Linked DNA regions of Mus musculus: region 1 is linked to region 2. A link is a contact called in public HiChIP or PLAC-seq data. All regions are on one chromosome and are shown on one strand. The core of a region is the stretch at or near the end of the contact, and the rest is flanking DNA. Distances in the headings are between cores, read along the strand shown. Region 1 overlaps Plppr1 (phospholipid phosphatase related 1). Region 2 overlaps Plppr1 (phospholipid phosphatase related 1).

Evidence for each region. HiChIP or PLAC-seq counts read pairs in DNA pulled down with a chosen protein or histone mark.
Region 1: a contact with region 2 is called in a RAD21 HiChIP or PLAC-seq map of pro-B cells, with 14 times the contacts expected there. The contact joins two enhancer-like sites. A contact is called at or near these places in 3 of 15 datasets of contacts at CTCF or cohesin (large pre-B cells, liver and pro-B cells), 10 of 484 Hi-C or Micro-C datasets (the C10 cell line, cortical neurons, hematopoietic stem and progenitor cells and 6 more) and 1 of 115 datasets of contacts at active chromatin or transcription factors (large pre-B cells).

The regions. Positions count from the first base shown.
Region 1 is chr4:49,320,726-49,324,163 of GRCm38.p6, reverse strand. It overlaps Plppr1 (phospholipid phosphatase related 1), which reads right to left. Exons shown (of 8, transcript NM_178756.4): 6 at 640-816. Among named protein-coding and RNA genes, the nearest start is that of Gm22685, 33 kb to the right of the region's middle. Within about 2 kb of position 1,748, at least 1 of the 459 cell types and tissues checked has an H3K27ac peak or open chromatin away from gene starts, as enhancers often do.
Region 2 is chr4:49,152,618-49,156,044 of GRCm38.p6, reverse strand. The region is part of intron 1 of Plppr1 (phospholipid phosphatase related 1); the gene reads right to left. Among named protein-coding and RNA genes, the nearest start is that of Gm32657, 91 kb to the left of the region's middle. Within about 2 kb of position 2,009, at least 7 of the 459 cell types and tissues checked have an H3K27ac peak or open chromatin away from gene starts, as enhancers often do.

The DNA.
Region 1 (3,438 bases), core at 499-2,998, 170 kb before region 2:
CAGGCTTTCACAGACAATCTCTCAAAAGCCCATGCAGATGTGTGGACGTCTTTGCTGCCATTTCTTATTAGCGGGTGATAGTGTGCTCTAATGATGTTAGATATCAAGAGTGACTTGTCTTCTAGCCCATCCTTGTTCATGTACCAGTGATCTCCCTTGGAGACTGATCTCTTGAAGTCATCTATAATTCTTGTTTTCTTTCAAAAATGTTTCTCAGGAAGTCTTTCTAATGAGAGGCCAGCAGCATGGGATCATTTCAGCACTTGCTCTGTGTCTTCACCCAGAGAATTTATACCTCAGCCTCTCATCTTCTTCCATTAGGAAAAGAGGGCTGGTGTCTGATGGAAGGGATGTTGAGTGACAATAGTTTCACAGGGAGTATTCTATAGAAATGTGTGAGCATATTCAGGAAAAGCAGCTGTCCACCATGCCCGGCGTCCAATCAAATTTCTCAAAGCAAAAGTACTCTGCTTTTCTTCTTGTAGAGAAGCATATGTATTCTTTGGAGGATTGCTGCTTAGAAGTCGGGAGCACGGGGAATGGCGACTCAGACTGGAATCTGGGAAAGTCAGTGAGTGAGCTGTGGCTTTACCCAGAGGACATGAAATGGAAGAAGTAGAAGGAAAAAGGCTGACCTACCAAAAACAGGGCCACTGCGGTGCCCAGGATGAAGCCGGCGATCACGTCGGAACAGTGGTTCCGGTACTCTGAGACGCGGTTGAGGCCTGTCAGGAAGGCGGTACAGAGGGTCCCCAAGCACAGCACTGGCTTGGCCAGCCGACTGCTCTTCGTCTTGATTGTGCTTGTGATGTACATCTGCAGTGGAAGAGAGAGAGAGAGAGAGAGAGAGAGAGAGAGAGAGAGAGAGAGAGAGAGAGAGAGAGAGAGAGAGAGAGAGAGACCAGACCAGTGAGTCCCCGGCAGTCCTTGGCCTGGCTCCTCCACGGCAATGCACACGAATCCCAGGTCAGAAACAAGGACTTTGTAAAAGGAAACCTGAGCAACAAATCTCATTGGACAACTTCATTAAGCTAGTTAGTTAGATAGGAAACAGGGCAGCCGTGACAATGAACATGAGTTCGTTAGTGACTTTTGCATCGTCATGAGTTTATGAGCAGAAACTATATTGTCAGAAGGAATAACTGATGAATAATGGCTGGATCCAGACCATGTAGTTTTTATGTAAATAACCAGAGAATTGTGTGGTGATATTACAAAACTCTTATAAAATTCTTAGATAGCTAACATTCTATTTGAATGCATTTGTGTCAGAAGACACCAGGTAAGGGAGAGATTTCACATTTTACTTTTTACTGTGTCGTCTGCACTCTTTGGGACCATGATATAAAATTATTCACTGACTGGCTGATAGCCCTAATATGAACGCCCTAATCTGATCACGACTATGGGACGCTATTCTGCTGGAAGTTGGTTTTCATGTCAGGGACAACTGAGGTCTGCTACATTTGTCTACTATCCACTCACTTGTCTACTTTAAACTGTTTTAAAACACTAAAATTCTCTGTGTAGTACAGTATATAAAAGGGTGAACGATATGAAGAAAATAAAAGTTGTTGCACTCTCTGACACTAGAAATGTGGGCTGTTATTATCAAATGTTTCCACAATGCCCACAGTAAAGAAAAAACGTGTTTCTAGCAAATTACAATGCTTTGGTAATTGCTATAAACCACCACTAGAGGGCAATAGTTACCTAACATTTCCCTTTTTCTTTTTGGATGGACTTCACAGCCCAGTCTAGCCTCAACCTTGGTTCCCTCCTTCTGCCTCAAGCTCCTATGTGGGTTCTGGGGACTATAGACATAGCTCATTAATTCTGATCAAATATGGTGAGTTCAGTAACCCCAACCCCTGCAAAGGCTGATATTTAAGATTATAACCTATAGAATATTTGATGTCCGGAATATGAGTACGATCCACATAGATTCATTTGGCAATATTACATTGGGAAATTAATTTCTAGCAAGATGTTTCAACACTGGCATGAATCCTAGTGGGATACAGGCGCCTCTTTACCCTGTGTTACAGGTGGTGCAAAAAGCTCTGGTAGACCAAAGGCACATAGACGGTAGAATACTGTGTGGGAATCTTACTTAAATGATGAATGAAATGCATATGTTCAACTTGATTTTTTGTGCTCCTATATTGTTTTCTAGGTATGCTTTTTTTGTGAATTGTTCCTGTGAAACATTAACCATTAAGAACATAAATATCCTTCACAGTATTAAATGAAACCTAGGAACTAACTGCTGAGTAATGTTTTCATTAGAGTTGCCTCTGTCTTTGGCACATAATAATTGCAGATGTTTATGAGTGTTGTATAGTGTTTCAACGCCTCTATTACATCTTGCAGTGAAGCCCTGGCAATTAGCATATCCATCAGCCTTGAGCAATCCTGAAAGCATAATTTAGCACATAACAGAAAACATTTATTCCGTTGGAACATTGTATCTGGGTTTATCTATATAAGTGTGAGGCCTGCTTTGACTAGGATGATGTCCGAATCCTTGAATGATGCCAGCATGGTGAGCGGTGTGCCCCCACTATATTCAATTCTTTCCACGGCTGCCGGTGTTCAGGTTTCATCTGATGATGGCACTCTGGCCTAAGTTACCAATTTATCTATATAATGGCATCATCAAAATCAATTTCACATAGTAGTGACTTGAATCTGATAAAAATGCAAAATGGGAGGGAGGCAAAATCAAGTGACTTTATACAAATTATGCTCCAGAAAATTTAGGAACCAATCAATATTATGAAAATCAGAAAACACACTAAATGTCCCTGAGGATTCTTGGCCTACGTTTCCTCTTTGTTATGTAAAGAAAAAACAAAGTCTAACCAGGGACAGAGTGTGTGCCCCCAGCAGTGCTTGGCTGGAGGAGAGGGGATGCTGCTCCCTGCAGGCAGGGCTGAGAAGTCAGGTGAGGAAACTCCAGAACATCTGGGTAGTTTGAAAGGAGCCTTAGCTCTGACTTCCTTAGGGGTCCTTCTGACCTGTGGCTACTTGCACTGGTGAATCATACACAGCAGTGCACCAGTGAGTGACCTTGTGCTGCTGGCCTGTGTGTGTCCAAGCTCGTAGTTGTGCTCCTGAGTTCCAGGTTCAAAAGAAGCATAGGTCAGAGAAAAACGAAATAAGCCATTCCCAGCATGGGTGCTGGTTAAAGTGTAGGAAAACAAAGACACTACTGCTCTTCCTCGCCTGAGAGTAAAACAAGCAAAAAGATGGCATTCTGACCTAGTGGAGCAATCAAAGGCCATGTGATCTAGGGAGAAGTTTGGGGGTCTTAGATTCTTCTGGAAATATCCAACATTTAACAAAGTGATAAGATAATGCATGTTGCAAGAATCTCAGGAGACCGGTTTAATCCTGACCTGCACACTGTGAGGGTAACTACACATCCAGGCAACT
Region 2 (3,427 bases), core at 760-3,259:
CTCTCTGTGCCAGCTAGACCCACTGATGAGTTATAACTTAGTCTACTAAGTCGCCAAAAATACCAATATACTTGATAACAGAAGGTGCAGGATGAAAGAGTCATTTACCTGAACTATGTTACAGTAGGCAGAGCCTCACAGGATTGGCCATATAACTTGCCTTACTTAGTTGGGGTTTCTATTGCTATGATAAAACACTGTGGCCAAAAGCAACTTGCTGATGAAAGGGTTTATTTTAACTTAAAGTTCTCTGGTCGTATTTCATCGCTGAGAGAACTGAGGATACAATTTGTGCAAGAACACAACAGCAAGAACTGAAGTGGAGGCCACGGAGAAAGGCTGTTTTCTGGCTTGTGCTTCATGGTTGTCTCAGCCTGCTCTCTTATAACACCCAGGATGGATTGTCCAGAGGTGGACCCGCCTACAATGGGCTGGACCCTTATATATCACCTGCTAATTAACAACATACATCACAGGCTTGTCTACAGGCTAATCTTCTGAAGGCATTTTCCCAATTGATGTTCCCTCTCCTCAGTGAATCTAGCCTGTGTCATGTTGACAAACAAAAATGCCAGATATCTCTTCTCTAGGGTAAAGAGATTCTAAAGGCAAGAGGGAAGAGTCTGAACTGACTATAAATGCCGAGGGTAAACCATACTTCCATCTTTGGATGGAGGAAAGAATATGCTACAATATTGTTCATCCAGGTAACTAAATGGAAAGGTGTTGAGTTAAATGGGACATAGCACTTATATTACATAACAGGCACTTGTCCTTCCATTCATTCATCAAGGTCTGTTGCTAAGTGACTACAGGATGAAGGGTGAGGACGCCATTTAGAAAGATTCCATGCCCATCAATGAGACTCTACACAAAAAAAGATATGTCTAAGTTTAGTGATGTGGCTCAGTGTTAGAGTGCTTGGCTGATAATAATAATATTTATGATAGTTCCTTGAGAAATAATAAAATATAGACAATAAGACATAATGCCATTGGTATCATTGGTGAATGACCTTGAAAACAAGAAACAACAAATATGAGCCTTTGAATGCTATTTCTGCTTTTAAAAGTTATAAACCCTAATATGAGCAATTTTCATCAGCAAGATCAACACAGCCACTCACTAATTGGGTCTCTCAATGGTCACAGCGTAAGTGAAAGTATCAAGAGAGGTGAAGAAATGAAAGGGAAACTATGAGAGGTTGTGCATTCTTCTCACTCGACAGATGCTGAGTTTTACTACTGTATATGTATAGATATTTTTCTCTTGGGAAGACATAGTAAGAAGTGGCTGGAAAAATCACCTTAGGTGTGAAGATGTGAGTCTCAGCTACTGGAAAAAACTCAGAGTTTTTTTTTCTTAGCCAATAAATGAAAAATTCAGTAAGGCACAGGCTAAATGTGCTAAACGGGAGGAAAAAAAAAACCACTTCATGTGGGCAAGCCATATTGGTGAACAGAGGTCACAAGCCCTCCAGAGAATCTGCCCGAGTAGCTGATGGCAGCACAAATGCTCTCCTAAACGCAGGACCAGCCTTCAATGCTACTGAACAGATATAGGATGGGAATGGGTGATTTGGATGGCGGAAGGGAGTTGATGACAGGGTATTATTATGAAGCCCAGTGCAACTGAGTTCTTTAAACAAGAGAAAGATCCTAGGGACTAACGGACATTCTCTAGTTCCTGTTCAAGGCATTTGATCCAGCTCATGAAGGCCTCCAGTGGTCTGCAGAAGGCAAAATGGTTGTAACGAGCTAGGTGGCCCTTCCTGTCCAAGACCAAGCTCAGTCGGTATCTAGTTTCCCAATGGCGTTTGCTAACCCACTTTGGGATCTTCAGGGTGAGAGCTCCTCAGTCTCTCCACAGCCTAACCTCTCTCCATAGGGGTTACTGGCCCACGGGCATCTCTCTATTCTGTAGCACAGCACACTCATAGAAAGAGACAGATATCTCCAGGCAGTTAATGGCCTCCAGGGGGAAAGCTGGAACACTCTGAAGCCCTCTGCTGCCCTCCACAGGCCACACACGATGGGCAAAGTTTGCTAGTCAGCTCTGGGCCAGTGCGGTATAAAGTAGATTACTCCAGTCATCTCTCAGAAGGCTAGGTGAACTTCCACTCTGCCCCAAACAGAAGCTTACTCTACTGGAACATGAGGACATGATAACATAGGTAAAGTTCCACTCGGAAAACTCTACTCAAAATCATCCTGCACAGAAGGGTTTGCTATGGTTCCAGACATGGCATGATTGTAGAGGTATGAAAAAGAACAGGAGCTCTCAAAAAAAAAAAAAAAAAAACAAAAACAAAAACAAAAACAAAAAAAAAAAAAACTGCAGTGGTCAGCCCTGAAATCATATACATACAAGTACCATTATAGGGATGAGACAGGTTGTAATGCTTTTAGGAAAACACACACACATACACAGGAGAGAAAGAGAGAGACAGAGGGGGGAGACCAGAGGGAGAGAAAGAGAGAGGGAAAGGGAGAGAGGGAGGGAGGGAAGCATGGAGGGAGGGAACACAAAAGGGAATAAAAAGGAAGAGTTGGAAGGAGAAACTTGGAAGAGGTAAAACAATGCTGTTTAATTAATGATGTTTTAATTAAAAATTATTTCAAAGAAAACTCCCCAGTGTTCCATGCCCCACTCTGTCTGACCCATGCCCAGGCACCCAACTCTAGTCCAGAAGAAAAATAACTTATTCTCTGAGTCCAAACGCAACATGGATGTTTATTCCAGAAATAAACATCTCATGCAAATGTACACTTCATGTGTGCTACCCTTGTTTTGGAGGCATAAAAGTTTAAAACATAAGACTTGCTATCAATGTCTTTCATAGGCAGACAAGGAAAGAGCTCTTGAAGGAAATTAGTTAGGAGCCAAGCTGTGAGGACATAAGAGCAAAAGACAGTTGTTTATGTCTCTGGGGCTAAGGAGAAGAAGGAAGAACCATTTATCTGACATGCCACTTGTATGTTTAAAAAGGCAGGCAGGCAGGCAGGAAGGCAGGAAGGCAGGAAGGCAGGAAGGCAGGAAGAAGGCAGGAAGGCAGGAAGGCAGGAAGAAGGCAGGAAGAAGGCAGGAAGGCAGGAAGGCAGGAAGAAGGCAGGAAGAAGGCAGGAAGGCAGGAAGGCAGGAAGAAGACAGGCAGGCAGGCAGGCAGGCAGGCAGGCAAGAATTTAATGGGTTCCCAACTTCTATAGGAGTTCAAATAGAACTCCTTTAGCAGAAACTATAGCTTGATCCATGACTTTGTGTGTATATAGTATATGCATATATGTGTCCACAAGTGCACGCATGAGCTTGCAAAATAGAGTGTCAATGTCAGGTCTCCTCCTTGATCACACTCTACCTTAATATCTGAGGCAAGACCTCTCCCTGAATCTAAAACTCACAGATTTGGCTAGATTAGCTGACCAATGAG